Linked DNA regions of Pan troglodytes: all the other regions are linked to region 3. The links are chromatin contacts, called in public Hi-C maps. All regions are on one chromosome and are shown on one strand. Each heading gives the region's core, a stretch centred on a gene start, on an enhancer-like site or on the middle of the called end of the contact. The rest is flanking DNA. Distances are from core to core; before and after follow the strand shown. Region 1 holds the start of RUSC1 (RUN and SH3 domain containing 1). Region 2 holds the start of ENTREP3 (endosomal transmembrane epsin interactor 3). Region 3 overlaps YY1AP1 (YY1 associated protein 1).

Region 1 (2,700 bases), core at 135-2,634, 320 kb before region 3:
GGCTGCAGTAGGGCAAGACCCCATGGGAGGAAGCAGCCAGGAAGATGCCGGCACCTCTGGGGTTTGGCTTATTAACCCCCCTTTCCCTGTAGGCAGGAATTGATGGCGAGAAGGAGCACGCCAATGCCAAGAAGATCCTGCTGGAGATGGGGGAGTTCTTTCAGATTCAGGTAAGAAGGCAGGAGGCAGTAGCAGAGAACAGGCACCAGCTTCACTCCTCCTCTGCCCAGGAACCTCATCCTTCCTCTTTTGCTGCCCTCCCCCTCCCTGCCCAGGATGATTACCTTGACCTCTTTGGGGACCCCAGTGTGACCGGCAAAATTGGCACTGACATCCAGGACAACAAATGCAGCTGGCTGGTGGTTCAGTGTCTGCAACGGGCCACTCCAGAACAGTACCAGATCCTGAAGGTGCCTGAGAGAGGGTGGTGGGTCCCTGAGTTGGTGGAAAGGGATAGAGCAGTGGTTCTCAACTGGAGGCAGTTTTCCTCCCAAGGGGACATTTGGCAATGTCAGCAGACATTTTTTGCCATCGTCATTACAACTCTGTGTGTGCATGTGGTACAGACATCTAGTTGGCAGGAGCCAAAGATGTTGCCAAACATGTAGTACACAGAACAGCTCCCCCAGCCAGGATTATCTGGTCCCAAATTTCAATAGTGCCAAGGTGGAGAAACCCTGGAGTAGAGGATGCCTGGTCTGAGGCAATATTTGGGATAGGGAAGGGAAGCTTGGGATTTTAGCTACGTAGAGACACTTGAAAATTGGAGGGAGGAAAGGAGTGGGTGGCTTTGGAGATGTTCTGGAATATGTGAATGAGGGGAGTGGAGGGGTCCTGGAGGCTCTGGGGAAGGCCAAGCCCGTTTTCCTGTCTTTCAACCTCTTCCAGGAAAATTATGGGCAGAAGGAGGCTGAGAAAGTGGCCCGGGTGAAGGCGCTATATGAGGAGCTGGATCTGCCGGCAGTGTTCTTGCAATATGAGGAAGACAGTTACAGCCACATTATGGCTCTCATTGAACAGTACGCAGCACCCCTGCCCCCAGCCGTCTTTCTGGGGCTTGCGCGCAAAATCTACAAGCGGAGAAAGTGACCTAGAGATTGCAAGGGCGGGGAGAGGAGGCTCTCAATAAATAATCGTGTAACCTTCTTGTGGTTCTGTTCTTGCTCGGCCCAGCCAGAGTATAGCTCTTTCCAGAATGTGCAGGGTGGGGTGCTGGGAGGACTCGCTGCACGGAAGCAGGACCCAGGGGCCAAAAGCTTAGGATATATCAAACCCGCTAGGTGGGTGACAAAAGACGCTAAACGCTGGGGGCGGGTCTGAGCTACGCCACGCCCATGCGCGAAGGGGTGCAGCTGCGCAGCGCAGGGTAGGTTGTGCTAGTGCCCCTCCCCTCCCGCTCTGTGCCCCGCCGGGCGGGGACCGTGGGAGCCGCGGACAAGCCCAAGGCCGGAGCGGTTCCAGGAGGACCCTGGTGAGGAGGGCTCGGCCCATGGGTGTAGACCGATGGACCTGGGCACGAGGGGCGGGGCAGGACAAGGGAGCAGGAGAAATGAATAGAGAAAGGGTGCGGTGGTGGCTGAACGATGGAGACGAATGCGGAGAGAATGGACATACCGCTGTTCCGAGGGGCGAGGGCGCAGGCTGGAGCCCGGCCGAGGCAGCCAGCAGATGCGGAGTTGACAAGCTGACGGCTGCTCCATCCTTTTCCTCTCCAGCCCCCACCCCTTTCCTGCATTCACCAGACAAACTCTGCGTATTGCCCCACCCCCATCCTCCACCTCCTTTCAGGGCATCTGCGTGGGTCTCCCTGGGTCCCTTCCTCTGGGAGTAAGGGGTAGGCTGGAGGGTAGGGCCGGATTGCGGCAGCAGGGACCTGGAGGTCCATTCTGGGCCCGGACCTCTTCCAGGCCCCCGCCCCCCTTCGGAGATCCAGAGCGCAGCCGCGTTCTCTGACCCTCCCGGCTCCATTCCCGGGGGGTTACATTCGACTCCACCTGCAAACACTGCAGTGGAAACTAATGGTCAGTCGATTGCGATTTGCATCTCATTGAAATATCTTCCAAAGCAGCCAGAGCCTTCAGGCCTGCTGCTGCCGTCAAGTCACCTCGGTGTCCTTCCCCGCAGCTCTTGTCCTCACTGGCCGGGCTTCACCACCTCTGTCTTCTAGGTCTGCACCTGTGGTTGCCAGGTAGGTGGATGTGAGAGACCCTACCCTTCTGGTTCTCTAGAAGCCATCCCATCGCCGCTAGCACCATGCTGTCCCCTCAGAGAGCTTTACTCTGCAACCTCAACCACATCCACCTCCAGCACGTCTCCCTGGGCCTGCACTTGTCCCGCCGTCCTGAGCTACAGGAGGGGCCTTTGAGCACACCCCCTCCTCCAGGAGACACTGGGGGCAAGGAGAGCAGGGGCCCCTGCAGTGGCACCCTGGTGGACGCCAATTCCAACAGCCCAGCTGTGCCCTGCCGGTGCTGCCAGGAGCACGGTCCGGGCCTAGAAAACCGGCAGGACCCGTCACAGGAGGAAGAGGGGGCTGCCTCTCCCTCAGACCCAGGCTGCTCCTCCTCACTCAGCTCCTGCTCAGATCTTAGCCCCGATGAGTCCCCTGTCTCAGTCTACTTGCGGGACCTCCCTGGTGATGAGGATGCCCACCCTCAGCCCAGTATCATCCCCCTGGAGCAGGGCTCCCCACTGGCTTCA
Region 2 (2,700 bases), core at 32-2,531, 380 kb before region 3:
AAGACGGGCAGGACCTCTTGATGCTCTCGGTGGTGGTGACGGAAGAGGCCACCATGCTGAAGGTGACCACCAGGATGCCCAGGAGCACTTGGACCAGCCCCAGCGTAAGCAGGGCCTGCAGCCAGGGTCGGTGGAGGCGGAGGTGGGTAAGGCCCCTGGTGCTGGGCCGGCTGGTCAGCAAGCGGCTGGAGTCACTAGGCGAGGGCATCATGCCTGCTGCCCGGTTGCCTGCGCCTCGCTCGGCCCTCCCTGGCACTTGGGAGCATCTCAGAGGCGCCCAAGGCCCCGTCCTTTCTCCTCTCCACCCCACTCGCTCTAGAGCCCACCCCCTGGCTGGGTCCCCTGGGGCATGGCCGAGGGACGCCAGCTGTGGGGGGGGCCAAGCGAGGGGCGTCACGGAGGGACCGCGGAGTGCTCCCTCCCCACCACGGGCACTGGACGGGCACCGTGCCCGCGGCGACGATGAGGACGCGGGGGCACCGGCTCATCGCATCTCCCTAGGGAAGAGGGGCACCGAGAAGGGCCGGTCCAGGAGTGAGGAGGGGGCGGCGGCCTGGAGCCCAGGGAGGGGTGGGGAGGGTAAAAGCGGGAAGGATGGAAATAAGTCTAGAGAAGAGGGGAGGGGTCGGCGTGGGGTGACTCTAGAGGCGCGGTCGGTGTGCCCTCAGGGCGTCCAGTGGGATCCGGGGCCGCCTGGTGGGGAGAGGCCGCGGCGCCGCTGTCTCCTGTGTCGCCTGTCCCGCTCCCCTCCCCACCACGCTCCGCTCCCCGAGCTCCGGCTGCCGCAGGTCGGGGACTAGAGAAGGGGGATGGGAATGGGGATGGTGCGGGAAGGAGGGGCGTGGCGGCGAGGGCCGGCGCGGTGCACCCCGGGAGTTGTAGTTCGGGACTGAGACCCTGTCGGGGTTGGGGGATCCCGCGGCAGGGCGAGGCAGTCGGATAAGCGCTCCTCCAGTCCCTGCCTCTCTCTGGACCCTGGCTAGGCTGCTAGTGATCCTTTGGGCCTCCACTTGAGCCCCACCCAGCTTTTCAGGCTCCAGGCCCGCGTATTCCTTGGCGTTCCCAGCAGAGGCGGTGGCTCTTCCCCGTCATTAATGGAGAGGGGTGGGGAGCAGGGCTCCCTCGCGTCTCCGGGTTTCGCGTTTCCGTGGACTTCCCACCTCCTTCCTGCGCCAGCCACTCGGGCTCCACCGCCCTGCCCCTCATATCTCCCAGTTTACACTAAAGCCGGGTCCGACCTTCCCACCTCACTCCACACTCTCCTTTCTCTTTCATAAGGCCTAATTCCCAATGAAGATTCAGGAAACGGGGATGTCAGTTCCAGTTCCACTTTCTTTTTATTTAAATAACCGAAGCAACAGCCGTGGCACAGCAGAGGGAAGCTGGGTTGGGGCGTGTGAGAGGTGGCAGCAGTGTGGCCTGATGGGGGGACTAGGTCACAGTGAACTCCCCACACGCCTGTCAGGTTCAGCAGTCATGGCCATAGGATTGGGAGCACTACGGAGGAGCCATCAGTTAGTGATGTCTCTCCAAGTCCCAGAGACCTTAGGGACGGGAGCTAAGTCAGCTCCCTCAAGTAGCAGGGCCAGGGCATCCCAGTCAGGGGTCACGGGGCCCGGAAGGCATTTTCAGCAGCCCCAGCGGCTGCATTGGCAGCTGCGGTTCGCACCGCAGGGTTGGAGAAGACACCAGCAGCAAATTCTTGCTGGGCCTTCTGAAAGCTGGCACCTGTGCGGCGGTATAAGGAGTGGATCTGCAAGTAGAGGACAAAGACATTACAGCCCATTCCAGCCACTGGTTCCCGACCCCAGCCTAACAGCATCACTACCACTCAGCAGCCTGCTGCCCAGCACACACACTCACACACAGAAACACACACCCCAGAGGTCCATTAGCTGAGAACAACCCAGCAGCCTGACCTGTGCCAGTTGCTCCTGAATGTTCCACCCACGCCCCTGGGGACCCATGATCTCACCATCCCGGCCCCACCTTCGACACAGCCCTCACCCGTTTCAGCATGACAATTCCTAGCACAGCAATGCCAGTGAAGAGCAGGGCGACCAGCAGCATGAGCACGGATACTGCTGTGTTGCCCTTCGGCACCACCAGAGCGGAGATCCAGCCACTGTAAAGGGAAGGATGAGCCAGTGAAGAGGGGCTCCTCAGCTTCTCCACTGGTTATGTCACCAGCATCCCCTGTTCCTACCCTTCCCATCAGCAGTGGCTCCCTGTCAATCGAGCAGCATTCCAAGCACCACAATCCCAAACTGTATCTAATCTCTTCATAGTTTAATTCCAGTTTCTGAACCATTAGCCCTGAGCTCTCCAAGCTCTTCCAGGCACTCATCTGGGGATTCTTCTTCCTCCTTTCAACCATGGTTCTATGCCTCCTCCAGGAAGCCACCTTAGATTGGCCAAATGCAGCATTCTTCCCTTCAATCTATATGTGTCAAGAGTGCTGTCTGCGCTCTATCCTGGAAGTATGTCTTGTATCTCATTAAACTAGTACCTCCCAAGGATTAAAACCACATTTCCTTTTTCTGAACAACTCCTATCCCAGCACCCAGTGCTGGCTGGATCTAGAGGGAAAGGTGAGGGTGGATAACAGCCTCACAAACCTGAATCCCCAACCTGGGATACCAATGGCCTGGAGGACAAAGAGCACATCCTGGACGAAGAAAATGAAGAAGAAAACGAAGA
Region 3 (2,700 bases), core at 14-2,513:
AGCCGAGATCGTGCCCTTGCACTCCAGCCTGGGTGACAGAGCAAGACTCCGTCTCAAAAAATAAATAAATAAAATAAATAAATAAATAAATAAATAAAAGTGAACGAAGCTAATACAAATCTAGCAATGGATGAGAATCAATTTAAAAATTTTTTGAGTAGGCCAGCAGCTGTGGTTCACACCTGTAATCCCAGCACTTTGGGAGGCCGAGATGGTTGGATCACCTGATGTCAGGAGTTCGAGACCAGCCTAGCCAACATGATGAAACCTCGTCTCTACTAAAAATACAAAAAAAAATTTAGCCGGGCGTGGTGACATGTGCCTGTAATCCCAGCTTCTCAGGAGGCTGACGCAGGAGAATTGCTTGAACCCTGGAGGTGGAGGTTGCATTGAGGTGAGATTGCGATGACACTGCACACTAGTCTGGGCAACAAGAGCAAAAACTCCGGCCAGGCGCGGTGGCTCACGCTTGTAATCCCAGCACTTTGGGAGGCCGAGGCGGGCGGATCATGAGGTCAGGAGATTGAGACCACGGTGAAACCCCGTCTTTACTAAAAATACAAAAAAATTAGCCGGGCATGGTGGTGGGCGCCTGTAGTCCCAGCTACTCGGAGAGGCTGAGGCAGGAGAATGACGTGAACCCGGGAGGCGGAGCTTGCAGTGAGCCGAGATCACACCACTGCACTCCAGCCTGGGCGACAGAGCGAGACTCCGTCTCAAAAAAAAAAAAAAAAAAAGAGCAAAAACTCCATTTCAAAATATCTGAGTATCTGTTCTCCACAAAGATACCACATTAAATGTGTTTTGGGGGAGTGGGGTTGCAGAAGAGATCCAGAAGTTTTCCTCTGGAAATCCTCCACCTGGTTTATAAGCTACCCACCCTGCACACTGTCCTCTAGACAATGAGGTTAAGTGAGAATGGTCCTTCAGTATAGGTTTGCCTAGCTCACCTGGTGGAGTTCTGCTGGTCTCCACTTCTGGAGCAGTCTCAGGTGAGGCAAAAGTAGAAGGAGGCTTCTCAGCAGAGTCTCCAACTGCTTCATCCGTCATTTCATCCTCTTTCTCCAGGCTTTCCATTCCTTCTGCTTCTTCTTCCTCCTCTTCTTCCGGCTCAGAGTTCTCCTACTGAGAATTCTCTTCTTCAGACTCACCCTCCTGACTCATGCGCCTTTCAGATGCCAGCCAAGTCAGTTTCTCCATTGTTTCCTGTAAAACCCTCCAAAGAGTACTTACGGCTCCTAGTGGCTCATGAATTGCAGAACAGCACAAAGCTGTATCAGGATAATCTGAAGTTAAACAGTGGGGAACCCACTACAGCTGTCAGAGCGGAATCCCCTGAGTTATGAAATCCCAGCGATAGCTGACATTGGGCCTGACAGCAGGAAAGTGGAAAAGATGCCTTTTGAAAACTTCTTCTTTACCCTGAAATTAGTTTTCCTTTGCGTTAGCCCATATTTATGTGCCTCTTCCTTTTTTTTTTTTTTTTGTCTTGCAACAGCGTCTCACTCCATCACCCAAGCTGGAGTGCAGCGGCACAATCTTGGCTCACTGCAAACTCCACCTCCTGGGTTCGAGGGATTTTCATGCCTCAGCCCCCTGAATGGCTGAAATTATAGGGGCACGCTACCACGCCGGGCTAATTTTTGTATTTTTAGTAGAGTCAGGGTTTCACCATGTTGGCCAGGCTGGTCTCAAACTCCTGACCTCGTTTTGTGATCCGCCCACCTCGGCCTTCTAAAGTGCTGGAACTACAGGTGTGAGCGACCAAGCCTGGACTATTTACTTTTTTTTTTTTTTTTTTTGAGACGGAGTTTTGCTCTTGTTGCCCAGGCTGGAGTGCAATGGCGTGATCTTGGCTCACTGCAACCTCCACCTCCCAGGTTCAAGCAATTCTCCTGCCTCAGCCTCCCGAGTAGCTGGGATTACAGGCATGCACCACTATGCTGGGCTAATTTTGTATTTTTGGTAGAGACAGGATTTCTCCTTGTTGGTCAGGCTGGTCTCGAACTCCCAACCTCAGGTGATCTGCCTGCCTCGGCCTCCCATGCCTGAGATTACAGGCATGAGCCACCGCACCTGGCCCTATATACTATTTTTTAAGGCATTTAAAGTATGGTCAGGTGATTCAATTTAATGTGTAAACGAGTTTAATATAATAAGTAAAATTTCATCCTTTCCATCTCATTTCACCTCAACTCCACAATCATGTCCCATAATGCATTCACAAATCAAATACAAATGATTTTAGGACTATCCATAGTGCAGCAAGCAAGCAGGTGGCATATCAATAAGTTAAACATATTACTGAGTCCACAAAATACTTGAGAGTATTCTCTAGCTCTCACCTGGAGTTCTGGGACAGAAAGCACAGATTCCTCAGAAGCTGATGACATTTCATCTTCCTCATCTTGGGTGAGGTCATCAAAGTCGTCTTCTTCCTCTTTTTCTGGCCTATCTTTCTCTCCTCCAGTTTCTGGCCCAACTGGGGTCCCCACTGACTGACCATCAACACTGGATGAGTCTTTGGGCTTCCCTGGGGGCTACTAAGCCTCACTTCAGGATTCATGGAGGATGAAGCATTATTTGGTGATCCTTTGCCCTCATCTCCTCCCAAGTTTCCTTCATTGGGGGTTCTTGAGAAGATGAAGGGGTTTTAGTTGGCTGAATCCTCTCTTCTTCCTTCTGTAAGATTGTCTGTTT

The links. Hi-C and Micro-C count contacts between places; a contact is called where the count stands out from the background.
Region 1: a Hi-C map of stem cell-derived neural progenitor cells shows a contact between it and region 3, with 2.1 times the contacts expected there. The contact joins the promoter of RUSC1 here to the enhancer-like site in region 3. A contact is called at or near these places in 1 of 7 Hi-C or Micro-C datasets (stem cell-derived neural progenitor cells) and 1 of 1 datasets of contacts at active chromatin or transcription factors (stem cell-derived excitatory neurons).
Region 2: a contact with region 3 is called in a Hi-C map of stem cell-derived neural progenitor cells, with 2.2 times the contacts expected there. The contact joins the promoter of ENTREP3 here to the enhancer-like site in region 3. A contact is called at or near these places in 1 of 7 Hi-C or Micro-C datasets (stem cell-derived neural progenitor cells) and 1 of 1 datasets of contacts at active chromatin or transcription factors (stem cell-derived excitatory neurons).

The regions. Positions count from the first base shown.
Region 1 is chr1:93,873,790-93,876,489 of NHGRI_mPanTro3-v2.0_pri, reverse strand. It overlaps RUSC1 (RUN and SH3 domain containing 1), which reads left to right and starts at 1,384. Exons shown (of 11, transcript XM_009433418.2): 1 at 1,384-1,471; 2 at 2,168-2,700. The coding sequence starts at 2,254. It overlaps FDPS (farnesyl diphosphate synthase), which reads left to right. Exons shown (of 10, transcript XM_003949589.4): 8 at 93-170; 9 at 276-410; 10 at 889-1,145. The coding sequence ends at 1,089. It overlaps LOC741730 (putative uncharacterized protein RUSC1-AS1), which reads right to left. Exons shown (of 3, transcript XR_010157787.1): 2 at 1,615-2,175.
Region 2 is chr1:93,938,145-93,940,844 of NHGRI_mPanTro3-v2.0_pri, reverse strand. ENTREP3 (endosomal transmembrane epsin interactor 3) reads right to left here and starts at 1,281. Exons shown (of 9, transcript XM_001155265.8): 1 at 1-1,281. The coding sequence starts at 211. It overlaps SCAMP3 (secretory carrier membrane protein 3), which reads right to left. Exons shown (of 9, transcript XM_513854.8): 7 at 2,619-2,700; 8 at 2,008-2,125; 9 at 1,315-1,753. The coding sequence ends at 1,607.
Region 3 is chr1:93,553,649-93,556,348 of NHGRI_mPanTro3-v2.0_pri, reverse strand. YY1AP1 (YY1 associated protein 1) reads right to left here. Exons shown (of 22, transcript XM_016946265.4): 13 at 2,628-2,700; 14 at 2,545-2,625; 15 at 2,346-2,542; 16 at 951-1,206. Among named protein-coding and RNA genes, the nearest start is that of MSTO1, 29 kb to the left of the region's middle. Within about 2 kb of position 1,263, at least 6 of the 24 cell types and tissues checked have an H3K27ac peak or open chromatin away from gene starts, as enhancers often do. A contact at or near this core is called in stem cell-derived neural progenitor cells, where this site is marked.